Linked DNA regions of Oryctolagus cuniculus: region 1 is linked to region 2. The links are chromatin contacts, called in public Micro-C maps. All regions are on one chromosome and are shown on one strand. Each heading gives the region's core, a stretch centred on a gene start, on an enhancer-like site or on the middle of the called end of the contact. The rest is flanking DNA. Distances are from core to core; before and after follow the strand shown. Region 1 holds the start of KIF2C (kinesin family member 2C). Region 2 holds the start of MUTYH (mutY DNA glycosylase).

The links. A called contact is a pair of places that touch in the nucleus more often than the background predicts.
Region 1: a contact with region 2 is called in a Micro-C map of ear pinna, with 5 times the contacts expected there. The contact joins the promoter of KIF2C here to the promoter of MUTYH in region 2. A contact is called at or near these places in 3 of 6 Hi-C or Micro-C datasets (ear pinna, psoas muscle and an unstated tissue).

Annotation. Positions count from the first base shown.
Region 1 is chr7:128,132,313-128,136,561 of mOryCun1.1, reverse strand. It overlaps KIF2C (kinesin family member 2C), which reads left to right and starts at 2,701. Exons shown (of 21, transcript XM_002715148.5): 1 at 2,701-2,981; 2 at 4,196-4,249. The coding sequence starts at 2,912.
Region 2 is chr7:127,559,371-127,563,698 of mOryCun1.1, reverse strand. It overlaps MUTYH (mutY DNA glycosylase), which reads right to left and starts at 2,224. Exons shown (of 16, transcript XM_051857857.2): 1 at 2,085-2,224. It overlaps TOE1 (target of EGR1, exonuclease), which reads left to right and starts at 2,284. Exons shown (of 8, transcript XM_002715140.5): 1 at 2,284-2,413; 2 at 3,131-3,273; 3 at 3,360-3,400; 4 at 3,561-3,657; 5 at 3,787-3,945; 6 at 4,179-4,328. The coding sequence starts at 2,362.

The DNA.
Region 1 (4,249 bases), core at 1,452-3,951, 570 kb before region 2:
GATGGACATTTTCCATCTACTGGGTCACTCCCCAAATACCTACAACAGCTATGACTGGACCAGGCTGAAGCCTAGAGTCCAGAACTCAGTGTCTCCCATGTGGGTAGCTAGGATCTAAGTATTTGAGCCTTCATCTGCTGCCTCCGAGGGTGCACATTAAATAGGAAGCTGGATTGGAAGTAGGTGAGCTGGGACTTGAGTCCCTGGTACCCATGTAGAAGACCTGGATTGAGTTCTGGGTTCCTGGCTTTGGTCTAGTCCAGCTGTGGTTGTTGTGGGCATTTGGGCAGTGCAACTGTAGATGAAGGATCTCTCTCTCTCTCTGACTCTGTGCCTTTCAAATAAATTAAAAAAAAATTTTTTTTTTTTACAGGCAGAGTGGACAGTGAGAGAGTGACAGAGAGAAAGGTCTTCCTTTTTCCGTTGGTTCACCCCCCAAATGGCTGCTACAGCCGGAGTGCTGCGCCGATCCGAAGCCGGGAGCCAGGTGCTTCCCCCAGTCTCCCATGCAGGTGCAGGGCCCAAGCACTTGGGCCATCCTCCACTGCACTCCCGGGCCACAGCAGAGAGCTGGACTGGAAGAGGAGCAACCGGGACAGAATCTGGTGCCCTGACCGGAACTAGAACCCGGGGTGCTGGCACCACAGGCAAAGGATTAGCCAAGTGAGCCGTGGCGTCAGCCAAATAAAAATTTTAAAACACGATTTAAAAAAAATAATAATAAAATTGGGACCAGCGCCGCAGCTCAATAGGCTAATCCTCCGCCTTGAGGCGCCAGCACACTGGGTTCTAGTCCCAGTCAGGGTGCCAGATTCTGTCCCGGTTGCCCCTCTTCCAGTCCAGCTCTCTGCTGTGGCCTGGGAGGGCAGTGGAGGATGGCCCAAGTGCTTGGGCCCTGCACCCGCATGGGAGACCAGGAGAAGCACCTGGCTCCTGGCTTCGGATCAGCCCGGTGCGCAGGCCGCAGCGGCCATTGGAGGGTGAACCAATGGTAAAGGAAGACCTTTCTGTCTGTTTCTCTCTGTCTCTCACTGTCCACTCTGCCTGTCAAAGGACCTTTCTCTCTGTCTCTCTCTCACTGTCCACTCTGCCTGTCAAAAAAAAGGGAAAAAATAATAATAAAATTGGGGGGCCGGTGCTGTGGTGCAGCAGATTAATGCCCTGGCCTGAAGCACTGGCATCCCATATGGGCGCCGGTTCGAGACCCAGTTGCTCCACTTCCAATCCAGCTCTCCTCTATGGCCTGGGAAAGCAGTAGAAGATGGACTTGAGACCCAGAAGAAGCGGCTATAATATTAAGGCACGGAAGGTTAAGCCACTGCTTGTGGCACCAGCATCCCATAAAGGCATTGGTTCGAGCTCTGGCTGCTCCACTTCTGATCCAGCTCCCTGCTAATGTGTCTGGGAAAGCAGCAGAAGAGCGTGAGCCCCTGCCACCCACATGGGAGACCTGGAGGAAGCTCCTGGCTTCGGACCAGCCCAGCTCTGGCCATTAGGGCCATTTGGGGAGTGAACCAGCGAATGGAAGATATCACTCTCTGCCTTTCACTCTCTCTGTGTGACTGCCTTTCAAGTAAAATAAATGCATCTTTTTAAAATACAAAGACCTCAATTGTCTTTTACTTGTGATTCTAGAATCAGGCAACACTTTATTTCCATAAAACAGAATGAGTTGTTGCACTGAGCTAAGCGAGGAGACTGGTTTTCTTTCTTCTCTGAGGCAAACAGAGACAGAAAGAGAGCTCCCATCTGCAGGTTCCCTCTCCAAATGCCAGCGAGAGCTAGTACTGGGTCAGGCCAAAGCCAAGGAGCGGGAAACCCCATCCAGGTCTTCCACATAGGTGGCCAGGACCTCACTAACTGAGCCATCACCTGCTGCCAATAGGGCGTGCATTAGCAGGCAGCTGGAAGCAGGAGCGGAGCTGGGATGTGAACCCAGGCACTCAGTAATTGGATGCAGAGGTTCCACCCAGGGGCTTGCCAGACCAAATGCTTGCCCTGGGAGGTTGGTTTTTACCCTCAGAGAAGGCTGAGGAAAGCAGAATCAGAACAAAAACCAGATTGGTTGTTTCAAACTTACTTTCACTGTGAGTGTTAACCTTGAAAGTCACTTATCATGACAGGGAGAGCTGGCTTGTCATGGGATTTGGTTCTTATCTCTCACCCTCTCGATTTCTAGGAAGTCAGATAAACAACTTAATTTCAGCATAGTGACTGAACTTCAGCATAAGTGACTCAATTCTGGTTTGGCCACTGGTGCCTAGAGCAGGAGTCCAATAAACCAATGATCTCCCATAACTTTTTAAAAGATTTATTTATTTATTTGAAAGGCAAAGTGAGAGAGAGAGAGAGATCTTCCATCTAGCGGTGCACTCCCCAAATGGTTGCAACGGTCAGTTTGGGACCAGGCTGAAGCCAGGATCTGCATTCTGGTCTCCCACGGGGTGGCAGGCACCCAAATACATGGGCCGTCCTCTGCTTTCCCAGGCGCATTAGCAGAGCCTGAACTAGCAACTGAACAAGCCAGGATCTGAACCATGGCTGTAGGGTACGGGGCCCTCACTCTCAAACACCGAGCACTACACACCCGTCAGAGAGACACGGACGCGGTACTCAACGCAAGAACAGCGCTTTCACGCCAACTTCCGGCAAAACTCCCGGCAGGCACAGCGCTCGCGGGTGTGGCTAGACGAACAGGCTGTCCCGAGCGCCGGCAAACGGGCTGGGAACTACATATCCCACAAGGCCCCGCAGGGCACCGCTGACTGGCGGAAGCGAGGCTGGCGCAGCATGTGACGTCATCAGGGACGCTGGCGCGCGGGGTTTAAACTACGGCGGTTTGCGAATTCGGAGGTTTAGCAGAGTTGTGATTTCTTGGCATTTCGCATTTTTCTTCCTGGAGGACCTCCGAATGCCCATGGAGTCATCGCTTCCGGCGCGCCTGTTTCCCGGTCTCACCATCAAGATCCAACGCAGTAATGGTGAGGGGCTGTGTCCCGAGGCCATGGGGAGCTATGAACAGAGAGGGCTGAAATTACTACCCTGCTCTCAAACGGCAGGGCCCCGAGACGCTGTTGGGAATTTTCCCCGCAAACGCAGGGTCGGGGTTTCTACACTGGCAGTCGGTCTTCCCTACGTAAGGGCAGAAACCTCTGTGCTGGTTTGGGGTCCCTGCACTCCGGGAGTGGGCGGAGCTTCTCCGTGGTCATTGGACCTGCCAGGGAAATTAAATTAGGGCTGAAATTAGATGTAGTTCCCTTCCAGAATTCTCCCCTGAAACTTCCGCGCTTTTTTGGGGATATCGGTTCTGTGGCCCCTCTACTCCGACAGAAGTTGGTGAGTTGCAGTGTGTCAGGCAGTGGTGTTCAGAATCAACAAGACGGACAAGATCCTTGCTCTTGGGAAGCGTGTAATGCGGTGCTCTTGGGCTACGCAGCTGCTGCGGCTCAGACAGGTGCAATCTTCCTGATTTTAGGAGAGTGGTCGGAGATGTCCGGATCCTCAGTGTTGTGTTCAGCGCAGTTCGCATGACTGAATTGACTCTCACGTTGATCAGAAACTCTTTCGTGGCCGGCGCCGCGGCTCACTAGGCTAATCCTCCGCCTTGCGGCGCCGGCACACCGGGTTCTAGTCCCGGTCGGGGCGCCGGGTTCTGTCCCAGTTGCCCCTCTTCTAGGCCAGCCCTCTGCTGTGGCCCGGGAGTGCAGTGGAGGATGGCCCAAGTGCTTGGGCCCTGCACCCCATGGGAGACCAGGAGAAGCACCTGGCTCCTGCCTTCGGATCAGCGCGGTGCGCCGGCCGCTGCGGCCATTGGAGGGTGAACCAACGGCAAAGGAAGACCTTTCTCTCTCTCTCTCTCTCACTGTCCACTCTGCCTGTCAATAAAAAATAAATAAAGCCAGGTACTCTGATGTAGTGCGCAGACATCTGACCTGCGAGCGTAATGCCTGTACCTGAGGGTTCTCTTTTTGAGTGGGAGTGAAGCCTTATCCCATGCAACTCATTTAAAGACCTGTTTCCTGCCTACTTCACTGTGAGATGTCTAAGGGTGAAGTCCCAGATTTGTCTCTTGGTGCTTAAAAAAGAAAAAAAATTCAGCTGCCTCTTTGTCCAAGTTAACATTGGGAGTCTGTACGATCCTAAAAATGAAGCCGTTAGGAAGCAGGCGGGTGACTCTGGTCTTTCTGTGTTTTAGGCTTGATACACAGTGCCATCATAAGGACTGTGAGCTTGGAGAAATCTTGCATTT
Region 2 (4,328 bases), core at 975-3,474:
TTTGAACCGGCACCCATATGGGATGCCTGTGTTGCACGTGGCAGCTTTACCCACTATGCTACAGTGCCAGCCCCAAAAAGAACTTATTCTACAACCCTTCTCCAAAGAGCAAAATGATCTTTTCAAGACATGATCATGCCACTTCCTTATATAAAGCCTTCCCACTAAATCCTTGAACAAATATTAATAGGGTGCCTACTATGTGCCAAGCAGTTTTAGTTACCTGGAAAACTGCAGTAACCAAAACAGCAAAGGTTTCTGCCCTCACAAAGTTGATATTCTCTAATGGAACACCATGGGGGCCGGTGCCATAGCTCACTTGGTCAATCCTCCACCTGTAGCACCGGCATCCCATATGGGTGCCGGGTTCTAGTCCCAGTTGCTCCTCTTCCAGTCCAGCTCTCTGCTGTGGCCCGGGAGCACAGTGGAGGATGGCCCAAGTGCTTGAGCCCCTGCACCCACATGGGAGACTAGGAAGAAGCACCTGGCTCCTGGCTTCGGATTGGCGCAGCGCGGGCCATGGCAGCCATTGGGGGGATGAACCAATAGAAGGAAGACCTTTCTCTCTGTCTCTCTTTCTCTCACTGTCAAATAAAAAAAAAATCTAATGGAACACCATGAATAACATGCATAAGAAGTCAGTTTATCTAGTATGGTTAGAAGGTGATAAATATTAGCATAGAGAGAACAAGTAGAGCAAGTACAGAGGATGTACAGTGCTGGGGTGGAGGGCAGAGTGCTGCAAATGTCAAGACCATGGTCAGGGACCTTACTAAAGTGATGCTTGGCCAATGACTTGAAGCGGTTGGAATTAGCACATGGACACCTGTGGGAACGGTGTATCAGGAAGCTAGTGCAAGGGCTCCAAGGAGGACGTCGGGCATGTTTATGGTATAAACGGGGGCTACTGTGGCTACAATGAAGTGAGGAGAGGGTACACGCTACATGAGGCTTGAGAGGTAGAGGGCAGGTAGAGCCGGATGACAAACTGCCTTGGAGGCCACTGGGAAGGCTTTGGCATCACCCGGCCCCCTTGCTGTTAGGAGCCCCGCCTCTTCCCAAAGCCTTGCGGCTCCACTGATCAGGACCTCATCCGCCTCATCTCTCTGACCATGCTCCAGCCACGTCGGCCAGAATTTGGTTGCTTCCATGCTCCCGTGTTGGCCCACTTTGAGGCCTCATGCAATCCATTTCCTCCGCCTGGACAACTCTTGCACGCTTTACCTAACACCTAATCGTTTTTCAGATCAGACCCCCAGTCATATCCTCGCAGCTCTCCACGGTAGCTCCCACATCAGGTGCGATCTCACACTTACAGTGATTCTTTTGGTCAGTGTCTGTTTCTACCACGGCTATAAAAAAACAACATAAAGGCAAGGTCAGGGTCTCTTCTGTTGGCTGTTGTGTCCTGATAATGCCAGGTAAACTGGACGCAATACATAACTTGTTAAACGAATTAGTGACACGTGAGATCGTTGAAGGGGCTTTCCCTTTGTCAGGATGGAAAAAATTCATGCAATTGTGAATACTGATAAGGACTCCGTAGAGAGAGAAAGTTGAAGATGAACGAGAAACAAGTGAATAGCCAAGGAAGAAAGTGTTGACGGGCCAAGGGGATGAGAACCAGAGCACGAGAGACTGGTCTCCGACAGGCCACCTCTCTAACTAGCAGTCCCTTTCGGTCACCTTCTGGGCCAACTGTGCTCCCCAAGCGCTTTACAATCTGCCCCTTTATCACCATCCCTACTACTGCACCTGTAATTCAAGCCCACATAACCATCGACCTAGCTTCCCGGCTAGTCCGGTCGCTCTACCCACTCTGCAGCCTCATCCTGTGCCCGGCTGCCCGCCACTTTCACTTCCCGGAAGCTCATGCGGAAGTCCCGCGAACCCTCCTCTCGAAATCTGCCGAGCAGAAGACAGCCCTCCCTTGGCCTAACTCCGGGGCATGCTCCACGCTCAGCGCTTGGCAGCGACGCTCCCTCTGGGAAGCCCGCCTCCGCCAGCCTCATCCCTCGCGCCGCCCTGATGAAGACAGCCCGATGCCGTAGCCCCATTCTCGCGCGCGCTGTTTAAGACATTACCTCCTGCTTGTTCTCCCGCGCCCAGCTCGCGGGGGCACGCCAGAGGGCGTGGCTCCTGCCAATCTGGCAGCGAGCCGGCCGGACCAGCCAATAGGCTCTCAGCGCGCGCTAGGCCCACGCCCCCAACCCAGACCCGGGAGGTCTGAACGGAAGTCCGACCCATTGAGAACCCGGAGGGCGAGACCCCGCCCCATAGCCGACAGCCCGAGTCGCGCCAGGAGACGAAGCGGAAGTCCCGCGAACCCTGCTACAACTCCAGCGAGGGAAGCGCGGCGTCATGGCCGCCAGCAATCACGATGGCGCAGCTTCGGCTCCAGCGGCCTCTGGCGGTGAGCGGCTTCCCGGGGACCGCTTTAAACGCCTATGAGCGCCGGGACGGGGAAGGCCTCGTGCTCTTAGTCCTGGAGACAGACTTCAGGCTTCAAGAGCACTAGCTCTTGCCCGAGCCAGCCACGGGAAGACTACAAGTCCCAGTGTGCATCGCGGCTCGGCGGCACTATCCTGGCGTGTTGGGAGGTAGTCAGCGGTGGTGGGGCGTGCCGGGAGATGTAGTCTGGAGCTCAGAGCTGTTGATAGTTGTGATTCGGAGAGTGGGGCACGCTGGGCGTTGTGGTCCGGAGGAAGTGGGGTGTTATCAGGCCATGGGGAATATTGGGAGCTGTTGCCTGTGGCTTTGGGGGCATTGTGGGAACAATAGTGTGCAGCCTTGTGGGATATTAGAGAGCTCTGCACAAACTTCCCGCAGAGTATGGGAAAAGGAACCGCAAAGGTCGTGTAGCCCAACCTCCCCCTTGATGATTGTGACACTGAGGGGAAGAAATGTCCCCAAAGTGTCACATTAATCCCCTGGCAGACTCAGGCTTCCTCTGTTCAAATTCAGGGCACTGACCACTGGAAGGCCTGTGTATGGAACAAGAGGGATACAAAGACCCTGGAGAAAAGCCACCATTGGAAACTGCCCCTCCTTCCCCACCCCATGGCCTTGCTTGGTATCTGTTCCCATAGGCCTTTGCCAGAGCATAAATATTCACCACTCTCCCCCCTAGGTTGTGTTAGCAACAGCACAAAATCAGGAGAGGAGCTGGTAGTCCAGGTTCCTGTGTTGGATGTGCAAAGTGACAACTTCAAGGAGATGTGGCCATCCCTCCTGCTGGCCATTAAGACATCTAGCTTTGTGGCTGTGGACACAGTGAGAATTGGGAAATAGGGGGGTGGGTGGTTCTGAATGGGTTGGTGTTAGGGACCTGTCACAACCCTCCCTTTATGCACGCATAGGAACTGAGTGGACTTGGGGACAGAAAGAGTTTGCTGAACCAGTAAGTATAATCCCTGTTCTTTTTAGTCCCAACCCTGGCAAGAAGGGCAGACCTCAACCCTGGAGTTGGTGGGGGAAGGGGGTACTGTCACAGTCCTGGATAGTTTGGGTCTTTCATGAAGCTACCTCCTAGCCATAGCCACCCCCAAACCCAACCTAAGGTGCATCGAGGAACGTTACAAGGCCGTGTGTCATGCTGCCAGAACCCGTTCTATCCTCTCCCTGGGCCTCGCCTGCTTTAAGCAGCAGCCAGAAAAGGTATGGGCTAATGGCACCCCCCTCTCAGGTCTATGGCTAAGGGGAGGAGGGAGTGAGATCCTGAGGAACATTGAGTGTAATGTTTTTTCCTCCCAAATTTTGATATAGTAGACCCTCTTTTTCTTCTAGGGAAAACACACCTATTTGGCCCAAGTGTTCAATCTCACCCTGCTGTGCATGGAAGAATATGTCATAGAACCAAAGTCTGTGCAGTTCCTGGTACAGCATGGCTTTAACTTCAACCGGCAGTATGCCCAAGGCATCCCCTACCATAAAGGAAATGACAAGGTAGGCCTGCAGCTTCTCTAGCCTTGAGTCTATGTCTTCTGGGACTTCTCTTCCTCAGACGCTAGCTAGATGCCTGGGGAGAATCTGCTTCTTAGGGAATATGGGGAATCACTAGTTTCAGGGCTGGGGAAAGGTGACTGATAACAAAGGTTGGTAGCCCTGGCTTAGAGAGAGGGAGAGTTTTCCAGGTAGGGGAATGTTTCCTTCCCTATGACCTCTTTTCTCCCACCTAGGGTGATGAGAGCCAGAGCCAGTCAGTACGGACACTGTTCCTGGAGCTAATTCGGGCCCGCCGGCCTCTGGTACTACACAATGGCCTTATAGACTTGGTATTCCTATACCAGAATTTCTACGCACACCTGCCCGAGAGCCTGGGAACCTTC